2 separate regions of the Rattus norvegicus genome follow, and region 2 is linked to region 1. Evidence: chromatin contacts called from public Hi-C data. All regions are on one chromosome and are shown on one strand. The core of a region is the stretch at or near the end of the contact, and the rest is flanking DNA. Distances in the headings are between cores, read along the strand shown.

Region 1 (7,775 bases), core at 2,939-5,438:
TACTTTAGGACGGGTCTGTTGAAGTATATTCTCCTTAGTACATGTTTTATTGAATCTATGTATGAACGTGAAGCTTCCCTCACTGAAGGTAGTCAACATAAAACCAGACTGAGAGCAAGAGTACTGTCTGACTGAAGTAACTGAATTATTCTTCTAGAGTCCTATCTATAAAATACAGAAAACTTTGTTTTTAAGACAATGTTTCTTTGTATACACAACTCTCATGGACTTTATAACTCAGGTTGGCCTTGAACCCACGAGTCTGCATTTTTCTTCCTCCTGAGTGTTGTGTTTAAAAATGTGCACTACCACCACCTGGCTCACAGAACACAAACCCCAAACTTTAAAAATTATGGTAAATACATTTAGTTACTGTATGTACCAAATTTTTAACACAAAGCTGAAATGCTGTGATGTACTTTTTTTTTAAAGATGTTTTATGTATGTATATGAGTGGTCTATCTACACCTGCCTGTCAGAAGAGGGCATCGGCTCCCATTACAGATGGTTGTGAGCCACCATGTGGTTGCTGGGGTTTGAACTCAGGACCTCTGGAAGAGCAGTCAGTGCTCATAACCGCTGAGCCATCTCTCCAGCCCCCCATGCTGTACTTCTTGAGCAGTATGATCTCCCACAAATGTTTCCAACAAGTAGCTTTTAGCACACTGCTTATCCCAGCACTTTCCTGCAGCTCTAGGTTCAGATTTCCAGATTCAATGGAAAGACCTCCACACTTGACCACCTTATAAACCTATACAATGTTCCTCTCAGGACATAACGCTATCTTTAGGGATTGAACCAAATGGTAAGCACCCTCGGAGTCAGCTTAGTGGCCCAAGATTCATTCTGCTTTTCAAAAAGGTATTGAACACATCGGGTGACAATTAATTGCTAATTTTTTTTCCCCCGGAGCTAAGGACCGAACCCAGGGCCTTGAGCTTGCTAAGGCCCACTGAGCTACCACTGAGCTAAATCCCCAACCCCGCTAAATTTTTAATAACACATTTTTTATCTTCTTTTTAGTTATATCTATGACACGATAGTGTTGGCTAAAAGGCAACTTCATGTTGGTCTGGATAACCATGGCCCAAGTGGTTTGAAATGCTGAGCAAAATTTCTCTTTCTAGCCCAAGTCCCCACCACTTCACCTTTTCTTCAAAACAAAGTATATCATTTCTCACAGCAAATGAAGAGTCAAGGGTTATCTTTCAAGCTTTTATTTAAGTGCACAGACTTAAGGATGATTTAGATTTTGTTAAAAGCAGCCACATCCATGGACTGTACATAGTCCTCAAAAGCAGTAATCTGCTCTTCCAGCATATCTGTTCCAACCTTATCATCTTCAACTACACACTGTATTTGAAGCTTTTTAATTCCGTATCCCACTGGAACCAATTTAGCTAAAAAAGATCAAGGGGTAAAAAAGTTAGGAAACTCTTTGTGATAGGAAAACTGAAGATGCCCAAATTCCAACCCCCAAACACAAGCATCACTTACAGGAGCCCCACACCAAGCCGTCCGCTTGAATGCTTCGGACACACTCCTCAAGTTTCGTCATGTCTGTCTCATCGTCCCAAGGCTTCACATCTAACAAGATGGAAGACTTCGCAACAACTGCAGGCTCTAAAAAAGGTGAAAAAATGAACGACACCTAAATACTCAACATTTTCACCATTAAGTCAAATCTGTTTGTTTTGAAACAGGCCACCTTCTTGCCAAAAACGTACACAACTCGCCTTGTGTCTGTCACGCATATTCCTCTTTCTATGTGGCTAAGAAAGAGGCATTAAATTGTGTAACAGTTTCTTTCCCACAGAGGAATGCTACAACTGCTACCATAAAGACAGCTGCAGACCAGTAGCTGTGGAAGATGTAAATAAAATATTGACCCATTCAATTTAACTGGGGGAAAACCCACTTTAAGGCCAAGCACTAGACAAAGGCATTCACATTACTAACAATGAAGATAAACCGTAAGTTACCCACTTTTAGCTTTCTTTGACTCATACTGAGCAAGGCGTTCTTCTCGTAGCCTCTTTGCGTCTTCACTTTCCTGTACAGAGAAAAAAACATTTCACAAAGTTGGTTATCTTCTGCTTAAATGTAGTGACAAGGTCATCACAAAAATGACTGGACATCAGAAAAAAGCAAATCCATCAGGAGCTCAGCCGAAAGATGGTGATTCGATTTTATTCATCATGTACCCAGTGATAAATTTTTAAAGGCAGACAATAAAGCCAAGGCAGGATCCATGTCCGGGCAGTGGCTACAGCACCAGTTAGTCATGCTGTAAAGACTGTCTGCCTTATCAATATACTTGTATAAAGAGAAAGGCATACCTCCTCATCATCAGATCCGAAGAGATCAATGTCATCATCGTCTTTAGCATCTGCTGCTCCACTTCCTGTGGTATCTGCCACACTGACAGGGCCATACTTGCCCAAAGATTTCTTCACTCCCGGCAAGCTTGAAAAACAAGCATTCTACAACATTAGGTTGGTGTCAAAGCTCTTTCTGGGCAAAACACACAATCTTCCTTTCCAGTAACTCACAATCTCTTCTGGTTACTTAACCTTAGCACAACCCCAGGTAAATGACCTGACTTTAAAGGAGACATAGTATTCAGTACTCAATGGTTTACTCTTCCAAAATGAACATCTGAATGAGATTCATTATATATCCCCACTTCCATTCTTTAGTTTTAGAAGAATGGCCAGGAATTAAATCAGCTACCCTCACAACCCAGTGGTGCCCCTCCCCCAGGTCAAAACACATTAATGAGGTGTGGGAAAATTGTAAACTGCAGCTGTCCATGTTCTACCTGTTCTGTGAGAAAATGGAGAACTTCAGTCTGTTGGCCTTAATTTAAGGTCACAAAGAAATTTGGTTTACACTAGGTCAACAATGCTAAAGCAACTTTAACCCCGGTCCTACTTTGCCATGCGAAAATCCAGGTAGCACAATGATACTTTTACCTGGCCTTTTCTTTTTCGTAAGATTTGATATGATTATACCAACGCAGAGCATGACACAGGTCAGCGGGTGGTGGACCAGAGATTGCTTCAAATACTGCCACATCGGCTTGTGATGGCACGTACCTGCAGGTAACACAAAAACAAGTACACGCACCTTTAAAAGAAAAGACACAAACACCTAACTGGTAAATGACACAGCCCATACCCGCCAAACTAACTACTAGTGGGAACTATTACAGGGCTAACCTAAATTGCTTCTAATCGGAAGTGCACAAAATATGTTTCAATCTGTACAAGCCAAGAATTCTCTACCACTTGGGAGAACTCAAAGGCTACCTCGGGCTTGCCACAGGTTTAAATTAACTAGTCAGAGGACGCGGAAGAACCGGCTGAACGTAGTTACACGGAGAGCAAGCATTATTTCAATTATTGCGCTGGCAGCCCCTCCAGGGAGGTCCTGCTCCAGTGGCATCCGAGACTCGGGAGACCTAACTCGGCTTCCCCTAGTTTCCGGCGACCCGCTTCCCTCCCGCCGAGCCCGCGCCACGTGGCCCCCGGGGCTCCCGGCTCACCCCTCAATGTAGCTCTTGTCCGCCAGGTAATCGTTGAGCACCTGGAGGCCGGCGGGGGTTTTCAGGTCTCCGAAACCCATGGCGTCGACTGTAACCGGGAGCGGAGGAAAAGAGCGCTAGAAGCCCGCGGCCAGCGCTGAGGGAGAAAAAGGGCCGGGACCGGCCGGAAAAGTCCTTATATAGAGACGGAGGCGTTTCCCTCCACTGCACCGGCTAGAGGTTAAAGGTCAAAGTACGTTACTAGTCTCGTTCCTTCACGTAAAACTGCGTCTTGTGAATTAGACGACCCACAGGTCGTCCGCGGGCTTTTCCTTGTGTTTGGAAGGAAATTAATAAAAGATGCATTTTAAAACGCCTACCTCCAAGGATTCTAAAACTAAAGGAAACGCCCCTTGAGGAGCCGGAGTTGAACGAAAGCATTCGGCCTCAAGGCCTCGGCTACTTCCGGCGGAACTGCAGGTCCAAGTTGTCTTCTCCGCTTTCTCCCGGCTCCCTCTCGTGCTGACGGAAATTGCCGAACAGGTCCAAAGAGGGGAGATTGTCGAATCTGGCTTTGTTGTCCCTCCTGGCTTTCCGTCCGCCAGGTCAGGCTGACGGAGTTAGCCGTGGCCGCCATATTGACTTAGCGGCTGGGTTTTGAGGGGTCAGGGGGATCCGGACAAATCAGCGGGACAACTTGGTGAGCTCTAGAGGAAAGGTGAGGACGCGTTTAAGAGAGAAAGTTGAAGTGCTTCGAGTGGTGTTTTCTTTCTTAGCAGGACTGTGTTCTTTAGGTCAAACAAGTCATTCTCCTCTTGTCCTTGACTGGGCACCACCTCCTGCCCCGCCACCTCCAGAACCCCGGAGAACCGGCAGGTGAAGGTTACTAGCCATAGTTTCTGGTCTGATGGAGCATAAGCAAGATGATCAGGAAACCTTTGGGAGTTCCGGCTTGCTAGCTACTTTCTCTCTGCAGGGGAAGACAGGAGATGGCCCTGTCTGGAGGAGACCGGGTCATTTCCCAGTGTCAGGAAAGACTTAAACATTAGGCGTCTCTTTAGTTGCTATCTTGAAACTGCCCACACTACTGTTTATTTTGTCCAGTTCATTGATGATGTTGGGTAGTATTTTATTCATTCCACTGACGGGGAGAATGACAAAAACTAAAAGCTCAGTCGGAGTTGGAGAGATAGCCAAGTGGTTAAGAGTGCCTTGTAGAGTAGATCCGAGTTCGGTTCCCACTGTCTCCGTCAGAAGGGGGACAACTGCCTTGTTACAGGGAATTTGCCACTCTTTTGGACTGTGAGCACCGGCACTTATAAATGCACATAACCACACAGAGACAAGCACATGCACACATAAATTAAAAGTGAATCTTAAAAAGTTAGCTCTGAGTCCCACTGCAAATCAGGAAGCTGCAGTGTTCTCAAGATTCATGTCTTAAGATGAAACAAAAATTTCTGGGAATCTCCTCCCCAGCCCCCACTGAGTTTTGCATCTTTGAATCTATTATTCTAAGCCAGAACATCAACGCCCTTTATTTTTATTAGTTACAGCCAAGATAGTAGAGATATGCCAGGGTGTGGTGGTGCTTATCTGTAATCCTAGACGGGGGAGGCTGGGACAGGATTGAATGGAGGAGTTTGTGCATGCTTAGGTAAGGACTCTACTGTTCCTATTTGATAGATACCATGTCTGAAATGCATATTCTGAAATGCATGCTGGTGAGATAGCTTAGTTGGTAACGATGCTTGCTAAGCCTGGCATCCATGAGTTAGGTCTCCAGGACCCACATTGATGGAAAGAGAGAACTGACTTTCAAAAGTTGCCTTTGACTTCCTCATGCGCCTGCCCCACCCCCTTGTGTGTATATGGTAACCTTCATCCAGTAAGTAAATGAATGTCAACAACAACAATAAAACATATACGAAGCTGAACATGGTGGTACATGTTGCTAATTCTGCCCCTTGCTTGGGAAGTGGAAGCCTGAAGTTTAGGAGTCCAAGTTGATCCTTGACTTCATAGCAAGTTTGAGGCCAGTCTGAGGTACATGAGATATATCTAAAAAAAAAAAAAAACAAAACCCACCAAAGTAAAAAAACCACAGCAAAACAACCTGTACAGTGCATAAGCCAGGTTATCCTCAGACTCTTTATGCAGTGCAGGCTGTTTTTGTGGGATGAGGTCCCATGTATATAGCTCAGACTGGCCTCAGACTCCTGATTCTCATGCTTTAGGCTCCCCAGTGCTGCAACCACAGGCATAGACTGCTGTGCGTAGCCTCATCAGTACCATTTAAAACAGAGATAGATAACTGCTCATTCTGGAATTTGGTGGCAAAACTACTTGGGGACTTGCTAGTCTTCAGAAAAGAGAAATAGCCAAATTTTTTGTCAAGGAACTTACAGTCCAGTAGCTAACAATATTGATGATTCACCTTCAGTTTAGTACTGTGGGTTTGTTTGTTGTTTGTACTACGGATATAGTCCAGTGCAGCCTAAAGGAAGTGGTCCTGCATTAAAGCTACCTGCTCTGTCCAACTCTAGTAAGTAGAATAATAAAATATATACATGGTGTGTTTTTAATAAGAAAAAGGGCCACAAACAAAGATCGCTGTACAACTGATTGTTAATAGCCATTACTGATTGCCTTGCTGTTTTTACTGCAATTTTTTTCTTTGTTTTTATTATTGACCTAGTAATAATACCCTAAGAAACAGTGTAGATTTGCTCTATAGGTAAAGAACCAATACCTAGTAGATAACAGACTCGGTATCTGCAAATTCAGTTTGTAAACTGTAGATTTCCATTTTTAAAGAATTAATTAAATAAATTAAATTATAAGCTAATGAAATATTTAATTATATATCATCTATAATAACTACAGACTTTAATGTTTAGGATTCTGTTTTATCTGAAGTGGTAGTACATGCTTTTAATTTCAGCACTTAAGAGGCAGAGGCCTGTAGGTGAATCTCTGTGTGTTTCAGGCCAGCCTGGTCTCTACACAGCTAAAAGCCAGTTGTAGTAGCACATGCCAGCGTATGTTCAAGAAGTATAGACAGGAGGATCATGAATTCAAGACCTGCCTAGGCTATACCTTTGGGACTGGAAAGATGACTGGGTGGTTAAGACTGTTCTTTTAGATCTGATTCCCTAAAATTACAGGGCAGCTCAGCAGCTGTCTGTATCTCCAATTCCAAGGGATCTGATAACCTCTCCTGGCCTCCTTGAGGTGAATAGACATACATGCAGACAAAACACATAACAAACACTTTTTTTAATTATTAAAAAGGAAAAAAATCTGTTTTTTGAACTATTTTCTATTAGTACTGCTACTGCTGTTGAGAAACATTTTTACTGTTTTTTTAATGTTGATATACTCATCACTTTTTTTTTTTACTATCTTTAAAAGGTAAAAACAAACAGAAAAACAACATATCTGTAATCCCAGAAATTTGTAGAAAAGGATTTTAGAGACTGTGCTGCATAGTTTTATGTCTATTTGACACAAGCTAACATCATCTGAGAGGAGGGAACCTCAATTAAGAAACTGCTTCCTTCTAGCCCTCACTTCCTTCAGTGATGGATGACAATGCTAACCTCTGAGTTATCTCTCTGGCCTTTCATTTAAATTATTTTTTAGTCTTGGTTATTGAACCTAGAGCTGTCTCACACTTGGTACCACTGAGCCACATTTCCATCCTTCACTTTACTTTCGATTTAAAAAAAAACTTTAAAATAATTTATTCTCTCTCTCTCCCTCTCTCTCCCTCTCTCTCCCTCTCTTCTCTCTCTCTCTCTCTCTCTCTCTCTCTCTCTCTCTCTCTCTCTCGCACACACACATACTCTCCCCCCCCCCTCTCTCTTTACTTTTGGAGACAGGGTTTTTGTAGCCCTGGCTGCTAGAACTCACTCTGTAGACCAGGCTGGCCTTGAACTCAGAGCTCCGCCACCCTCTGCATCCCAGGCACTGTGATTAAAGGTGTGCACCACCATGCCCAGCTTATTCTCTTTTCGTATATGAGTGCTTTGCCTGCTTGTATGTGTGTGCTCTGTGTGTGTTGGCACTTGCAGAGGACATCAGTAACAATTGTGGATGGTTGTGAGCCTTTGTTTGGGCCCTGGGAGCAGAAACCAGGTTTTCTGCAAGAGCAACATGTGCTCTTAAACTGCTGAGCCTCTCCAGTTAACCTTTTTATTTTTGAGTCAGGGTCTCACTAGATTATCCAGGTTAGTATTGAACTCAC
Region 2 (7,775 bases), core at 3,272-5,771, 280 kb before region 1:
TTTTAACTTTCATGACTGTTAAGTATGAAGGATGCATCCACGCACAACATTATAAAACTTCTTCAGACAAAAATGTGGAGCGTGGCCTTGCAACCTAGATTTGGAAATGTCCCATTCCAAATCTGCCCCCAATCACAGAGATCCGTGAGCGAACCACAGTGAGTCAGCATTTCTAAGGCCCTCATTAAAATGTGCTTCCATGCAGCAGAATCAGAAAGCTCCAAGTACATAGATATTAAAATTGAAAGGTCTTTTTTTTTCTTTAAAAAAAAAAAAAAGGAAGCAAGGATGGGGGAATTCTGTGCTTTCTCATTGTAACTTCTGTAAAGCAGCTGAGCTGGCAAGTCTCTCCTCACTGCCAATAAGCAAGTCATCCTAAGGTCCAGTGGAAAACACGAAGCACATCCTACTGACCAGTCCACAGAAGCTTAAAAACACAGGGGAAAGGGAACTCAGAGACCACAAAAGGAAAAGTCAGGGCGCCACCAAATCAGATAGGTACTATTAAAGTCGACCCAGGCTCGCCTCAGGCTGTCTCCTGGAGAATAAATATGACTTTTTCATCTTTATGACCCCTGTCATCTCTTATCTGTGAACCTTTACCATACAGCTTTGCATATGAGAAATATACAATAGACATTTATTGAATTAAGTTAATGAGAGAAGAAAAAGACTTTCAAATATCATTTCTTTCTAAACATTCTTTTCAAAAGTAGAAAAGAAGTCAGGCTACCAGTGTGGGGAGAGTCAAAAAACTTAAGTCACTCCAACAGCAAGCCAATGCTCCACAGGAGAAATCCACTCATGTACATAAGTGACAGTTAAAAGGTCAACAGACCTTATTATCATAAATTCAGACATATGCAGTGAATCACACCTACAAAGCAGCCATCTAAGGCTAGACCATAGGACAAGCATTAGTCATAACATCCAACGCCTAAGTTAAAAAGAAGTTTCACTGAAATCTCTTCAGATCTCAGCTGTGAAGGGCTTATACCTTCTTTAAAGAAGGCTTTGAGACAGCTTTGGGCTTCTTCCAGCATCCTGAACAAAGGCCCTGGAGTTTAAGAACTATAAACAAGAAACGAAACCCATCCCTGACTTAGCACAGGGATCACTCATGAGGGAAGCTAGCTAGTCCTCACTGCATGTTATTAAGGGGGCTTTGGGCATCTCTCCCTAAAGACAGCATCCACTCCTTCTATCCTTAAGACATTAAGTATTAGTTATGCCACTGAGTTACAGAAAACATTCTGAAAGGCCTACTAGAGAAGAAGCTCATAGTCTCAGCCATGGTGGGCAACACCCCCTACAAAATCAAACACGAAGAAGGCTACCGAGGTTAACGGAGTTATTCAATATAAAGGATGCTTCTTCTCAGAGACTTCACTCATTTTAAAAATAGTAACAATTAACTGTTCAAACCTAATAGCCATTTTAAACCTTGAGAGGGGTCCCGCAAAGGCCTTATATACCTTTCTCCCCGTTTATGAAATGGGAAGAGTATGACAGGCCTTACCTCTGCTTCGGAAAACCAATCACACGCTGATGCAAACCACAGAAGCACTGTTAACTTCTGCATGTTTAACCAGCTCCTGCTCTTGCTAACTGAACAGGGACAGTTCAGAAAGAAATGTGTAACCATATCATAGAGTCAGACATGTGCTGTGAAATCACGCCCACCAACAGAACAGCCTTGTTCTGGGCCTAACAAGAGGGCAAAGATTCCAACTACCTCACTGTGTAGACTTGCTTTGGATCCAAAATATCGTTGGTTCAAATAAGCCCCAGTAGCGGGGATTCTTTAAACTCTTGGGACATTAGATACTTTTGTCCTTGTTTGAGTATCTTTCTCAAGCTCCAGGCCACTCTCACAACCAACCTAAAAGTAAAGCAAATGTTCACCATCGATGCAAAGTGTCCTCAAGGATGATGTCAATCAAAACTGGTCAATATCTTACATAAGTCATAGTTTTCTGGTCCTCGTGGTCTCTTGAAATCCCAAATTGTTTGCTGAAAACACGTCATAGTATTGTTTACCCCACCAATGCCCAGTTAGAGAAATAAGGTAAACTCAAACGCAAGTTCTGCGTAGAAAGCCTGATGGGAAAAGTACAGCCACACTGCCTCTCAGAGAGGCCTTGTGTGTGCAGACTGCCAGGAGTTTTTATTTCCTGGGAAGTAGATTCCTGCACTTTTACATAAAGGCTCTCAGAAAACAAGTCAGAACTGCAAACAAGTTCACTGGATTGCTTAGTGCCAAGGTACCTGAGAGACACAGGGAGCCAGTTTGTCACAGGACATCTGAAAATGCTCAGTTTCCATTTTAGTCAAAGACACAAACAGTAAACCCCGTCCCGGTCGATCCCGAGTTAATCCCCTCTAGTTTATCTTCTACTATCATATTAATTGCTTACTTAATAAAATGCTGCACTAAAATTTGTGAAATCAGATCCTGGCAGAAAGTCAAATGGGAAGAGAACTCTTCCTGGCAGTGAGTTGGGCATACGCAGCCTCCTGCCTACCTTATTGTGTTTCTGTTGGTGTCTGGCCTTTGTGTCAAGAACATGATAAGGGCTTTCTGAGTCCTGGTTGATGTAATACACCAGTCTTGAGGGCAGTGTGATTTCTTTCTGCACTGCACTGCTGTAGCTGGTATTTCTGCTGCCATTCTGTTGCAATGTGCTGTCTTCATCTGCCACAACTCCCGGGCTGTTTTCTGCAGTTTCATTCCAATGCAGAGCTGGGGGGGGGGAGCACAAATATACACAAACACACACATATACATCCAGTAAATATACAAGCTCTAGAATGCATCCGTCCGTTGATTACATTAGCGAAGTTTTCTATTGCTAAGAAGTTAGGAAGTGGAGACACCAAAAGAGAAGTTACTGTAACAGTGGTTTGGCCTGGATAGGCTGGTAACCAGGGAAGCTTATACAATCACATACTGTACTCGTGTGTACCTTTTACATCCCCTCTTAGATCTGAACGTCTGGACTGTGAGGGGGCAGAGGGCAGAATGGGCTTAAAGAAGAGTCAGCAAGTAACAAGCTCAAGGGTCGTGACCCTCCTCCCCTCCCCCTTCAGAGGATGCAGCAGCTCAACTGTACACATCTTAACATCACTCCATCTGAAAGCTAAGAACACTCTTAACTTGGGTGCTGAATTCATAGACACTGAATGTAAAGTGATTCTTTCAAATATATGTGTATGGATGCGTGCATATGTGCGTGTGTATGTGTGTATACATAATATATACATATGCATATGTATATATATGTATATATATATGAATGAGTGATTCCTCTTTCTTTCTAACTTTGAGTTGTACAAAAAAAAAAACTGTTTTGCCATAAAGGGATATAGATGCTGGCAACTTTCCAGTTTCTTTCTCTTTACTGCCAAGGCCAGCTTTCTGCTTTCAGTGACTTCCAATCACCAGTGTGCTCAACATTGTATTATTCTGATTGCTCATTATGACAAGCATTTTGGGAAAACACAGCCAAAGGTCATGCGCAAAGAGTGTCTTGGAGACTTCCATTCTCTGGTCCCCAAAGTATGCCTCTCTCACCTTAATTCCAAGAGCAGGGTCTAAACCTGGGTGGGGAATTTGAGGGATCAAGCATTTGCCACTATTATTGCACTCCCCCCACCCCTCCGCATTCATATGAAGGTTCCCCAAGGCAAGAAGCAACTTGCTAGCTCACTGCATCTTCCTGTCACTGGAAGTTACATAGAGAGCGCTAAAGGACTCAGGAGCCACCAAATACCTCAGGGTGGAACCCACAGTCACTAGAATGGGTCTTTAGTGAATGCAACAGAAACAGACTTCCAAAAGTGAACTAGCATGAACCTGGGCTTGGGACGGACAAGGGTGGAGAGGTCGACAGGGAGGCGCTCGAAGGCCAGGCTGGGGACCCACACGTCCGGGGTACACGCACCTGCGTGCCCTTCTCCTCCCCAGGGCCCCGCGGGGAAGGCAACGCAAAGGGCACCGGCCATACCCACCGCTGAGCGCAGCGGCCCCCCGGGCACGGGGCCGGGACGAGGCGGCGAGCGCAGGCAGCAGGAGAAGGACGAGGAGCAGGCGGCAGGGCGGCGCGCGGGCCGGCACCGGGCCGGCGGGGCAGCGGCCGGGGCCGCGGGAGGCGCCGGGCAGGCTGCAGCCCGTCAGGGGCGGCCGCCGGGAGCTGCTGCCGGGCGGCTTCATGGCTCATCGCTCCCGGGCGCCGGTCCGAGTGACCCGCGAGAGCGCCGGGCTGGGCTGCGGGGCGGCTGCGGGCGGAGCCGGTCACGCCGGCTGGGCGCGCATGCTGCGGCCGCGGGCAGGGGTCAGGGGTTGGGGTCTCGGGGACGGCGGCGCGCCCTCCTCGACTCTTTCCGCCTTTCGGGGAGCGGCCCGCAGAGGGGGTCCCCGCCGCTCCGCCAACTTGGAGCCTCCCCCAGCGGCTGCACCCTCCCAGTAGCGGGCGCGGCCGCACCAGTGACTGCGGGGGTTGCTGCCGGGCCTGAGGATGCTGAGGAGGCGCGCGCGGGAGCGAGCGGCGCGGGGACGCGCGGCGCGGGCGCGAAAGTCGGGGACGCGCAGCGCGGTACTGCACCCCACCCTCCGGAAGCGCGCCCGAACGGGGTTTCGGGTGCGGATGCTGATGCTCTTGCAGATGCTGATGCTGTAGCCTGCATGGGCCGCGCTGCGCATGCTCGAGTGAGGGAGCCCCGGGGAGGTGTGGGGAGAGGGGGGTGCAGAGTGATGCAGCATCCCAGGCAGCATCAAAAGAGATGGTGGCACCTCCAAAGATGGGGGTAAGAGAGAAAGAAGTTTGCAGTCAGGGATGACCCTGAAGAGAAAAGTGCAGGGGTTTTCAGGCCTGATCTGGCAACAACTTGCCAAGAAAAGCGGCCCATCCTCAACACCCTCTCCTATACCAAACCTTTCTAGCGCAGGGAAAACTGAGACTATGCATTTTCCTTCTCAAATCTTTATTTATTTCCTTCCTTCAAATAAATATGAAGGGCTGCAGCCAGAGAGGTAAAAATAGCTGTGTTCCTCATAGCAGCGAGTGGGATGACAGTGGGAAGCACTGTGGTGCATCCGCAGGCTGGCGTCTGTGGGCAGCGAGCCACTGGGATCCCCTTGCAGGGTCGTGGGTCCTCCTTCCTTGTGCCCATAGGGCTTTGAAGAAAGCTAAAATCAGAAAGTGTGACGGACCATATTCTGGAATAGAAGAAATACAGAGATTAGAAAGCAACCGTGGCAGCTATCTTGGGAAATCTATCGTTTGTCAACCAGCCTTGGGGGTGGGCAGGCATTTCTGAGAACACACTTCTATTTTTGAGATCCAGTCGTATCTTGTGCAGAGAAAGGGGGTATTTTCGTTCAGTGCTGTCAGTTCCCTGGTTTGGGTGGGTTAGCAGCCGCTGCTAATTCTGGTTGGTTCCAAATTAAGATTTGAGGCCCATTTTCACCACCTGGACTCTGGTGACACCAACATAACTTATTCGCTCTCCCAAGGATAGTCTGAGTAATAACAATAGTGTCTTACTCCATTATTGATATTTAAAATAGAGCTAAGGATTATCTACTTGGAGAAGGCCAGGGAGGGCTCAAGAAGTGAACCCACCCTCAACGCCCATACCACCTATACTTACATCACCATCCCTGTCAAGGCTGTTAGCCACCTTCTCTACCTGAGCTTCACCAAAAAAACTTCTAGAGACAGACAAAGATGACAGGCCTGCACACAGACCTCAGACAGCAGAGCTGTTGCAGTATCAGATATTGATTTTAACTTCTTTCCAAATTTCAGCAGGAGTATTTATTGGGCCCATGGATTTAATTAGTTTAGTGTTAACACTCACATACACACACACACACACACACACACACACACACACACACACCATATGAGGGCAACAACGGTTTTCATCCACATTGTAGCCCTAGGTCCTAATATGATATCTAAGGCCCAGGGAAACCTCTTGGATAATACATGGTCAATGAGTAAGCCAGGAGATTGTCTCAAGTTATATATGATACAATATATATGCTGAAAACAGGCTTGGGAGACCAGAAGCCAGAAAGAAGATTGACAAGGGCTTCCAAGGGAGAAGGCAGTGAGAGAAGGGGCTGTCCCGGCACAGATTATTTCAAAGGTATCTCTTGTAATCTCGTTATTGTCTCTCACTGCTCTCTAAACAAACCTAAGAGCTGAGAGGCTGACTGATCTCCAGCAGCTATAACCCACCACCCTGTGTTTGGGTGCAGCATGAGATTTCTTTTGGTTTCCAGTGAGGAGTGAGGATGCTGTTCAAGAGAGGCTGCTGACTTATGCCACATAGTAAAGAAAAATAGACTATCTATATACAGAAATGTAATGTTTGCAGATGCTGTTGGTGGCCGGAGAGTGATCAGCAAGGGAGGCAGGAAGTGCATAAACCACCTAGGAAAGTTTACTTACTGAAACTTGTTCTTTAGCCTCTCTATTGAGATGAAGGATAAGAGCAGAATCGTATATCCTTTAGGTGGCGAATTCATTACATTTATCCACTATTCTCATTTAGGTAGTAAGACAGTTTATTGGGATAGAATTTACTTCTAAATGGTCCCATTTTTACCCTCACCGTGCCTGGAGTTAGTGTCGTCCTTGCTCGCTATCAGAATGCTTGGCCCTGCACATGCAAATCAGCTTTGCCCTATCAAAACGGCAAAAGCAGGCAGTGTAGTGTTTACCTATCACGTAAAGGCCCTGATGGCACAAAAAACCGTCTCTGTGTCTGTCGGTCTTTGTCTCTCTGTGTGTCTGTGTGTGTGTGTGCTCTCGCGTGCACGCACACACGCACACATGCACATCTGCCATGGCACATGAGGATGTCAAAACACAACTGTATTTGGGCTGAATCAGGTATGGCCTAGGTGGGGACAGAAAGACAAGGTTCCTGCCCTAGGACAGGGCCAGCAGACATGGGCCTTCAAGAGTGTAGATGGCTGTCCTGTAAGGCTTGTTTGTATAATAATTACATATTTTACATTCTTGCTTGGAGGAATGTCCTCCCTCCTAATGTTAATGACTCCATGATAATCAGAGACAGCATAAGTCCAGGAGCAGAAGGTGTGGCTAATGTCTTAGCAAAATGGTAAATGCTGGGACCTTCAGGACATCCCTTAAGGCTGTAGAAAAGAACTCTAAAAACATGAGTTCAAAAACGTATAATTTTCAACTACGTAAAATATAAGGATGCAATATGAATTATGAGGGGCTTCATGAATCTAAATGTACAGAGGTAACTACACTATTCAGATCTTGTCAGAAAGATACAAAGGCAGGCAGATTCCTGAGTTCAAGGTCAGCCTGGGACACAGACAGTCCAGGTCCAGGTGTGGTAGAAATGGTAATTTCAGGACTGGTTCCCACACAGCTTGCTTATCGGCTTACCTGAGACAGGCAGATCTCTGAATACTTTTGCATGTTAAAAAGAAACTGGGTGCTTACTGTTTTCTAAGAATTAAGGGGCTGGGGTCACAGGACACTGATTCATAGGATAATCAAAAGGGAACCTAGAGTAAATGACTGGATTGATAAGTAAAGTAAAAGACTGGGCTTATGATCTGCCAGAGATGAGCTATCCAGAGGGTTTTTTAGAATAGCAAGAGAGAAAAGTTTAGAGAGCTGTCTCAGCAGAAAATAGAGAGACCCATCTAGAAATCTCCAGAGAAAGCAGATCAGAGAGAAAGAAAGCAAGACAGAGAGAAAGCAGTCTAGAAACCTCTCTCC

What was found. A called contact is a pair of places that touch in the nucleus more often than the background predicts.
Region 2: a contact with region 1 is called in a Hi-C map of frontal cortex, with 1.8 times the contacts expected there. The contact joins the promoter of Adam23 here to the promoter of Ndufs1 in region 1. A contact is called at or near these places in 2 of 12 Hi-C or Micro-C datasets (Schwann cells and frontal cortex).

What each region holds. Positions count from the first base shown.
Region 1 is chr9:72,070,018-72,077,792 of GRCr8, reverse strand. It overlaps Ndufs1 (NADH:ubiquinone oxidoreductase core subunit S1), which reads left to right and starts at 4,188. Exons shown (of 19, transcript NM_001005550.1): 1 at 4,188-4,244. It overlaps Eef1b2 (eukaryotic translation elongation factor 1 beta 2), which reads right to left and starts at 3,702. Exons shown (of 6, transcript NM_001108799.3): 1 at 3,548-3,702; 2 at 2,976-3,098; 3 at 2,340-2,466; 4 at 1,987-2,053; 5 at 1,498-1,623; 6 at 1,202-1,400. The coding sequence starts at 3,627. The coding sequence ends at 1,246. It overlaps LOC120094886 (small nucleolar RNA SNORD51), which reads right to left and starts at 2,208; the gene lies at 2,131-2,208. It overlaps LOC120094888 (small nucleolar RNA SNORA41), which reads right to left and starts at 1,869; the gene lies at 1,738-1,869. It also overlaps a transcript of Cmklr2 not described here.
Region 2 is chr9:72,353,225-72,360,999 of GRCr8, reverse strand. It overlaps Adam23 (ADAM metallopeptidase domain 23), which reads right to left and starts at 4,521. Exons shown (of 26, transcript NM_001393708.1): 1 at 4,012-4,521; 2 at 2,526-2,743. The coding sequence starts at 4,213.